2 separate regions of the Salmo salar genome follow, and region 1 is linked to region 2. Evidence: chromatin contacts called from public Hi-C data. All regions are on one chromosome and are shown on one strand. The core of a region is the stretch at or near the end of the contact, and the rest is flanking DNA. Distances in the headings are between cores, read along the strand shown. Region 1 holds the start of mef2cb (myocyte enhancer factor 2cb). Region 2 overlaps mef2cb (myocyte enhancer factor 2cb).

Region 1 (4,509 bases), core at 631-3,130, 71 kb after region 2:
CGAGTCCCAAACATTTTTGGGGGATCGTAGAGCAAAACGGAGAACACCACATCGTGTTCATGAGAGTCTCATATTTCCATAGAGGGAGAGTCTCATCTTTCCATAGTTTGTAGGCAAAACCGTTCAGACACTGAAGACAGTTTTGTGAGAAGACCGATTTTCAGGATGTCTCATGGTCTGACAAACACAGCTCTAGCTCTGTCACCTTTCACTGCCGATGCGGAAATGCGATGTCCTAAAACAGTTGATTGATGCAAAAGAAAACAGATATGTCTAGCTTAAACTGACAGATTTTTGTGGGGATTTTTATATTATGCTAATTCGATTTCCGTGGGGGCACGGACATCGACTCTAGGTTAATACACTATATGACTCTGGGTTAACCCAATCATCTTTGTGGGAGAAATAAGAATGGTACAATGTATACCATTATACAAATGTGCATTTGTTCATTTGCAGTAATTGTGTTATTATTATTATTATTGTTATTATGGATATTATTAAATTGTTATAATAGATATTACTGTTACTGAATTGCCTGCTGATGGGCCATCAACAGTTGTATTTAAACTGGTTGCTAAGTTAGGCTCCCAGAAAATTCTGGGAGCCTAATCATGCCCAATCGGCATACAAAAATGACTTCCTTAAATCAAATGTCCGAAGAAAAAGTTTAACAAAGCCATTCAGCATCCATAAAAATCTAACTAAACTTTTGTTTGGATATGGAATTCTTCCTGGTTGTTTTAGGACGTTTGCCTGCTATTGAGTGCATTTGTCTACCCCTGCCTTCAGAGAGGCAGTTGGTTCAATATCAACTCCCTTCAGTTGGTGTAATATGACACATTTCCTCTTTGTTTCACAGTTCAGCGTGTAATATCTTACTTAGTGTTAATCTGTGTGACAAAAATGGATATTGAAGTCTGCAGCAGCCATTTAGGTAGCTACCTTGCAGGTGTAAGCCATTTGTAAGGAAAACAGCATGTTGAAGCCAGGCACACGAGTATTTCAGATTGCGCAGTGAGGTGTTATTAGCAATTAACCTGAGGAAGATCAATAACCCAAACTGACTGAAGAATTAAAACAAAAAAAACAACACAGTATTATTAAGTTCTTCTTTAGATAGTCAAACCTTTTCTCATGCCTTAGAGAAGTAAAAAGTAGACATATGTAGCTACAGGAGCCTCGATTGGCCATTCACTCGCACAGAAGTGATTGGCAACAGCTGTTTGTGACTGCCCGATCTCCAACTTCAGCATAGCTCAACCCTTAAGATTTTCCATCCACTTGGTTCTCTGTCACGCACTAAGTGTAAGTACCTAAGGTAAAACAACCTAGCGTCAATTATCTGCCCTTGTCTGTCCATATGGGTTTGATAACACAACAAAATTATTGTTTCACTTTTCAATAAAGTCAAAATGAATAATTTACTAACAATATGCGAATACTATATTACAAGAGAGTTAGTTGTTTGACACATTTATGGCTGGTGGCTTGGAACATGCCATCATCCACTCTATGGCAAAAAGAGTACCACTGCCAGAACCTGATTTTTTCACAAGTAGAAAGTTACAGTACACCATGGAGAGGGAAAGGGAAAGGTGGGATTGTGCTCTGTAAACTCACCCGTGCCGTTCTTTGCTTCTCCAGGAAGTATCACCCTACAGCACCAATTGAAGGCTAGCTCAATCAAACAGTCACAAGTGGGAAAAAAATAGATAAATGTTAGAGATAAAAGTAAAAGAAGAGTAAAAAGTTAACTGAAAAACAAAACAAAAAATGTCCTGCATGTATAAAAGCCAGACCAGCTGGCTTTGAACAGAAACCCCAGTTTTGGGTTGTGTTTTGCCTCCGATCTCTTTCTACACTGAACTCAGGAGTTGTTCTGGCCAACCACCCACCCCCACCCCAAGTCCCCCTCTCCCCTCCAGCCAGTCCACCTGCCTCAGTCACTCCTGAGTATATTTAGCCCTCTGAGGGATCAGTGACACCCAGACCTTTGTCAGCGGTGGCATATATTTGCTAGATTATTGCCCCCAAAATAATATTGCCGTCCAATAAGGGGCACAAAAAATAAAACAAATTACAGTCTTCTATTTTTTTAAATAACCACAATATACAGGAAATAGTTAAATTAATACCTGATAAAATCATCCAAAGCAGCAAGAAGAAAGTTTAAGAAATGAAATTTGCCTTAGTATCAACTAAATAATCACAAAAAAAGAGTTCAGAAGAGGAACTTATTTTTACGTGGTTATTTTCCAGTGATGAAATATTACAATCTCAAAATCTAACAATATTGAATGGTACTCCTATATTATTTCATGCTTCCACTGAAATCAATAAAACTGATGTACAGATGGATAATATTACATGAGCGGTGATATGTTGTAAATATTAGTGAAATATGGATGAATATTTTTCCTGAACAGAAAGGGGGACACTGTTATTAAAGATTGGGTTGAAGCACTGGCGTCCTCTGATGTTTAGGGAATCACGCTGTTGTCTTTGTGCAAACACATTAGTATTGATCTGATTCTGTTATATTGTTTACATGATTCTGGACAATGGAAATTCACTAATCTGTTTTTTTAAGTGAGGGGATCTCTTTGTCTACAATCTTTATACTAATGTATGATACAGTCCATATGAGTCCAGAACAATACCACTACAGGATGTTGAGTCATCACAGGAATTAAACAATATTATTTACAAACTTTTACAAGCTTTTCTGTGTTCAAGAGTGTATGCTCTTTCCATTGGTCTGCAAGGCAAAGCATACTCCCAGAGAGTACAAAACACACGCATGCCTGTACGCACGCAAACACTAACTGGTGTCCTGCCGTCTTGGTTTTGGCTGGGGCTCCCCCCCGCCGTGATTGGGCCAGGCTTTGGAGGCCTGATCCTGAGCTCTCTCCCCTGTCTCTCTCCCCACAGGAGTCTGCTCCAATGAGGGGAGACCGAGCCCCGGAGCCTGGCTGTCTGTCTGTTGGTCTGGGCAAGGTGGAGGAGGAGGAAGAGGGATTGGCACTCTATGGCAGTTTTGCCTGGTACAGTGTACAGTGCTGGATCGCAGGAGCTAGTAGGGCTACCAGCAAACGTACTGTCCCTCTTAAACAAAGACGTGTCTGGCCTGTCTGAAGACTCTGTCTGTCCACACCATGGCCCTCTGTGTGAGAATGTGTTTCTTTGAGTATTTTGTGTTTTATAGTGTGTGTGTGTGTGTGTGTGTGTGTGTGTGTTTAAGTTATACTATCCTTGTGGGGACCAGAAGTCCTCCCAAGGATCGTAATACAAGGAACATTCTGACAAGCAGGGACATTTCGCCAGTCCCCACAAGGAAAAGGCTATTTTAGGCTTAGCGGTTAGGTTTAGTGTTACAGTTAGGGTTAGAATTAGAATTAGGGTTAGGGGTTAGGTTTAGGAGTTACATGTAGGGTTAGGGGTTTGGGTTTAAGTTAGGGTTAAGGTGAGGGAAACTAGGATTTTGAGTGGGAATCAATTGTTTGGTTCCCACAAGGATAGTGTGTGTGTATGTATGTATGTATGTATGTATGTATGTATGTATGTATGTATGTATGTATGTATGTATGTATGTGTGTGTGTGTGTGTGTGTGTGTGTGTGTGTGTGTGTGTGTGTGTGTGTGTGTGTGTGTGTGTGTGTGTGTGTGTGTGTGTGTGTGTGTGTGTGTGTGTGTGTGTGTGTGTGTGTGTGTGTGTGTGTGTGTGACAGAGGGTGTGGCTGGATGTCCGTGCCACTACTCTAGAGACTGCAGGCTGCGCCAGAGGTGGAACACAAAGCGTTCTGTCGAAGACAAGGTGACAGAAGATCGATAGGAAACTCGGCATGGCGCCTCCCCTGAAAAGTCCTTTCACCGTTTTCTTTCTCTTTTTTTCTGTTGCTTTATCGTTAAATCATCAACAGCAAATTAAAGTAATTATGAACAATAATAATGAAACCACTGACAGATTTGTGGAAGGCCGGCTGGATTTATACATGTTTTTATAACATCACTACCACTGTTGGCCAGCCGGGCTGAGAGCTACTGATGAAAAACACACCGCCACCGCTGATCCCCCCCCTGTCTTTCACACACACTGTACATACACAGATGTGTCTGCACATCTGCGTATGTACAGTGTGTGTGAAAGACAGGGGGGGATCAGCGGTGGCGGTGTGTTTTTCCTGCGTTTGTGCGCTGTGTGGCGTGAGCTGACTTCAGCGTGTCTTCTCAGCCCTCTGCTTCACACAAAGTCTCTCTGTGTGTGTTCGGCCCTGGAGACAGAGGGCAGACCGCGGCTCACAATCACCACCTAGCACATACCTCTTCCCCGCAGGCAGCCCCAACATCCCGGCCCGGCTCAACATGGACCAACCAGACCCCTCCTCATAAGACCTATTCTGATGAGCACTGTTGGTTTTCTAAGAAGGCCCCTGTGACATTGGCTGATGAAACACAGCACAGGAAAAGCAAAATAACTATATATATATATATATATATATATATATAT
Region 2 (4,136 bases), core at 102-2,601:
CATTCATTTATTATATCTGTGTCCATATTGTCCATGAGTCTCTAGTAGATAGACCATATGGTTCAAGAAAATAGCCTAATTAATGAACAAAGCATCTAATCAGCAATGGCATTATTTTCAATTAACTCTGCAATTCTTCCAACTATTGACTTTCTTCACAACTGCTACCAGTTTGATGCCAAAACATTGACAACAAATACATATTGATAGAGTAAAATAAATACAGTTTGTAAAAAAAAAATCTATAAAGGAAATTTCATGCTGAAACACCAATGGCATTCACTAAGTTGATGGTTTATATTTCGGATAATGTTTTACAGCTTTGTCATTCTATTATTTATTTTAAAATCATCTTATTCAATTATTTCATATATTTTACCTGTGATGATGCCACACAGAGGGCCAGAGATAATTACAGACACCTGTGATAATCGGAAGTACCCAAAAGGGCCACTAGATGTCTTGTGATAGATTACATAAAATCCTTGAAAGATACCAAAATTCCGGTAGTTTACTAGTAAACGTCTAAAGTTTCCAGTAAAATACCCTCCCTTTGCAACCCTACTCTTGAGCAATCTGCATGACGTAAGAGGTTGAGCAAGATAGTGTGTGTGTTTGTTTGTGTGTGTGTGTGTGTGTGTGTGTGTGTGTGTGTGTGTGTGTGTGTGTGTGTGTGTGTGTGTGTGTGTGTGTGTGTGTGTGTGTGTGTGTGCATACACACACTGCAGTATTGAGTGCAGAGATGTGTCCCATATTGTGTAGATTAGATTTACAGTGAGTGAAGGAATGAAATGAAAGGTGTAGCAACTGATAGTTAGAGCTTCCATCAAAGACCCACCTCCATCCCCTCCCTCCCTCCCTCCCTTCCTTCCCCTCTCTCTCTCTCTCCTCCACAGAGGCCGGCTTTAATAAAAGGAGATTAGTCTACAGGAGGAGTATCACAGACCCACTCCTGTCTGAGCAGACGGCGGCGCTTCACGCTGCTTTCATCTGGCCCTCCCTATCACACCCACCACTGTAATTACATTATCTTTAATGCAGCTTAGATTTGATGGTGATCATATGTGTGTGTGTGTGTCTCAATGCTAGAGACAAATGGAGAGAGTGAGATAATGGGAGAGAGAGGTGCTAAAATAAGTTAATCTCACCATTTTATTCTCCTCATTTGTGTGACACTCTGCTTGTCGTTGCAAGCAGAGAAGCGCACTACTGTAAATTGATAGAAGTGACTAAGAGTGAGCCGCCTGTTTATAAAACAAATAACACTTCAGTCATCTCTGATGTCAGGAGAATAAAGCTATTTTTAAAGTGTGGTTTTAGTGAACTGAGGGCTTCGTTTGTGAGATCGCTGTTTGATGCCAGAGGCGTCTCGTGGTGAGGTAGTGTGTCAAGATTCACTAGCCTCTCTGTCCCTCTCTGTGTGTCTCTCTCTGTGTGTCTCTCTCTGTGTGTCTCTCTGTGTGTGTCTCTCTCTGTGTGTCTCTCTCTGTGTGTCTCTCTCTGTGTCTCTCTCTGTGTCTCTCTCTGTGTCTCTCTCTGTCCCTTTTTCAAATATTTTGGTACTTTGCTCTGGTCTTTAGTGTAGTTGTGTAGTACAGTATCAAACTGTACTACAAACTTGAGACCCATATGGCGTGACTGATATGGGGCAGTGGGCCTGTCTGGGGGTGTTGATGAGGTAGTGGGACGGAGGGTGGGAGTGTTATATGACTTTCAGGCATGTGGCCTTGGCTTAGCTTTCCACTGGGGCTCAGCAGTTTTTAAGGGTGCCGCGCAAGGTCGCTATGCCACTCATCCCAGACATGCCCACCTGTCAGGGACATCACACCTGTTGCCAAGTGCTGCCATCCAGCCCAGCAGCCAATCAGAGGCAATGCAGCCATGACATGGCCATAGAAGGCCTTCTCTCTCTCTCTGTCTCTCTCTCTGTCTCTGTCGTTGTGCCCCATTGACCTCTCCTTAGTTCCCTGCCTCTCTTACCCAGTCTACTCCGTCATCCACTGCTGCTCCAATCATGTCCTGCTGTTTTAGATCCATTGACATCATCTCAAAAGAGAGGAAATCAGTGGCCAGTGTTTCAAAAACGATAAGTAAAACTATACATTTTCCCGCTAATGGAGTCATAGTCGATATAAAAAGAAAGATAAATACACCATGTCAAGAAATGTCAGGAAAACAAAATAACTGTTCAGGGGATATGTAGATAATGCAAACATAGTGATAAAACACCTCACTCACGTCAAATGCTCAAATTTACGCCGTTTTATTCCCACATATTTTCACTTACATCAAATGTTTCCAGTCTGTCTATCTAAAAATAATAATTGTGAGGGAAAAAAAATACCTCGGTACGAAGATCAAGATGCTGACATCTTAATAGCAGTTGGAGATAAAAGCTCCATGATCCACAGTCCAAAGCTATATTGATGAGTGGAGATCAATCTAACAAAGCAGAAAATAGGCTATCCTGGACACACTTTGAAGTGAGAGAAAGAGAGAGAGATGAGAAAAAGAGGAAGCAAGACAGGAGGAAAGGAGGGATTGAAAGAGAGAGAGAGATCGAGAAAGAAAGCAAGAACGCGAGAGAGGAAAGACTTCTCGGCTGCTTGGCTCTGTGTCTCTGTCCCTGTCTCTCCCTTTTGGAGGCTTGCTCCTAATTAAACTCCTTCCTCATGATGTTCCCTCCTGGCTCGGCCTGTCAGGGGGCCTGTGTGCAGAAGGAGGAGTGTAGACACTGTGTCCTACATACCATACCCTCTTCATCTGTACCCTTCACATCCACACCCCACCTCACACCCTAAGCTGAGAATATATGCTTTTTGAAGGTGCATTACAAAACCATGAATGCAATGCACACTTATGTAATGCATAATATTATTTCTTGGAACATGCTACTTTGTAATCAGGGTGATGTTGGGTGGGTATTTCAAGGGGTATACTACAGTTTATTTTGTTTTCTAGTTTACGCAGCGTGAGGGACAGCTGACGCTAGAGCCCAAGCCATACCAGGGTTCGGCTATTGGGAACTCTGACACCCTGACCATATCTCTCTCTCTCTCTCTCTCTTCTCTCTCTCCTCTCTCCTCTCTCCTCTCTCCTCTCTCTCTCCTCTCTCGTTTGCTTGTTGGAGACAACCCTTGCCCAGGTGGGGGCTTGGGCTCGTATTTTAGGAGTGTTTAACTGGTGATCATTCCAGTGGCCTTATCCCTGTGTTATCTTGGCAGTGTGGTATGACGGCTAAGGCGTACATTCAATAATGTGTTTATGACCAATGGTGACAGATGGGCGGATGATGTTTCGCAAGGTCCTCAAGACCAACAACATTACCTGCATAGATTTTGGGTGAGAGCAGAGCTTACAAAATTATGGACAATGACTATGGCCTTATCAAGTAAAGATCAGTGAAAACTGAAAGAAATATCCTTTTTTTGTAAACACAGTACATTCGGAAAGTGTAAAATGGATTAAATAAATAATTTTCCTCATCAATCTACACACAATACCGCATAATGACAAAGTGCAAACAGGTTTTTAGAAATGTTTTCAAATGTATTACAAATGAATACAAAAATACCTTATTTACATAAGTATTTAGACCCTTTACTATGAGACTCGAAATTGAGCTCAGGTGCATCCTGTTTCATTTGATCATCCTTGAGATGTCTCTACAACTTGATTGGAGCCCACCGTGGTAAATTAAAATGATTAGACATGATTTGGAAAGCTACACACCTGTCTATATAAGGTCCCACAGTTGACAGTGCATGTCAGAGCAAAAACCAAGCCATGAAGTCAAAGGAATTGTCCGTAGAGCTCCAAGACAGGATTGTGTTGCACGGCCAAACGGAGCAATCGGGGGAGAAGGGCCTTGGTCAGGGAAGTGACCAAGATCCTGATGGTCACTCTGACAGAGCTCCAGAGCTCATCTGTGGAGATGGGAGAACCTTCCAGAGGAACAACCATCTCTGCAGCACACAACCAATCAGGCCTTTATGGTAGAGTGGCCAGACAGAGGCCACTCCTCAGTAAAAGGCACATGACAACCCACTTGGAGTTTGCCAAAAAGCACCTAAATGACTCTGACCATGAGAAACAAGATTTGTTTTGGTCTGATGAAACCAAGATTGAACTCTTTG

Evidence for each region. Hi-C and Micro-C count contacts between places; a contact is called where the count stands out from the background.
Region 1: a contact with region 2 is called in a Hi-C map of muscle, with 4 times the contacts expected there. The contact joins the promoter of mef2cb here to the enhancer-like site in region 2. A contact is called at or near these places in 2 of 3 Hi-C or Micro-C datasets (gill and muscle).

Annotation. Positions count from the first base shown.
Region 1 is chrssa20:12,182,460-12,186,968 of Ssal_v3.1, forward strand. It overlaps mef2cb (myocyte enhancer factor 2cb), which reads right to left and starts at 1,881. Exons shown (of 11, transcript XM_014160843.2): 1 at 1,624-1,881.
Region 2 is chrssa20:12,111,725-12,115,860 of Ssal_v3.1, forward strand. The region is part of intron 3 of mef2cb (myocyte enhancer factor 2cb); the gene reads right to left. Among protein-coding and RNA genes, the nearest start is that of LOC106580135, 37 kb to the left of the region's middle. Within about 2 kb of position 1,352, at least 1 of the 13 cell types and tissues checked has an H3K27ac peak or open chromatin away from gene starts, as enhancers often do. A contact at or near this core is called in muscle, where this site is marked.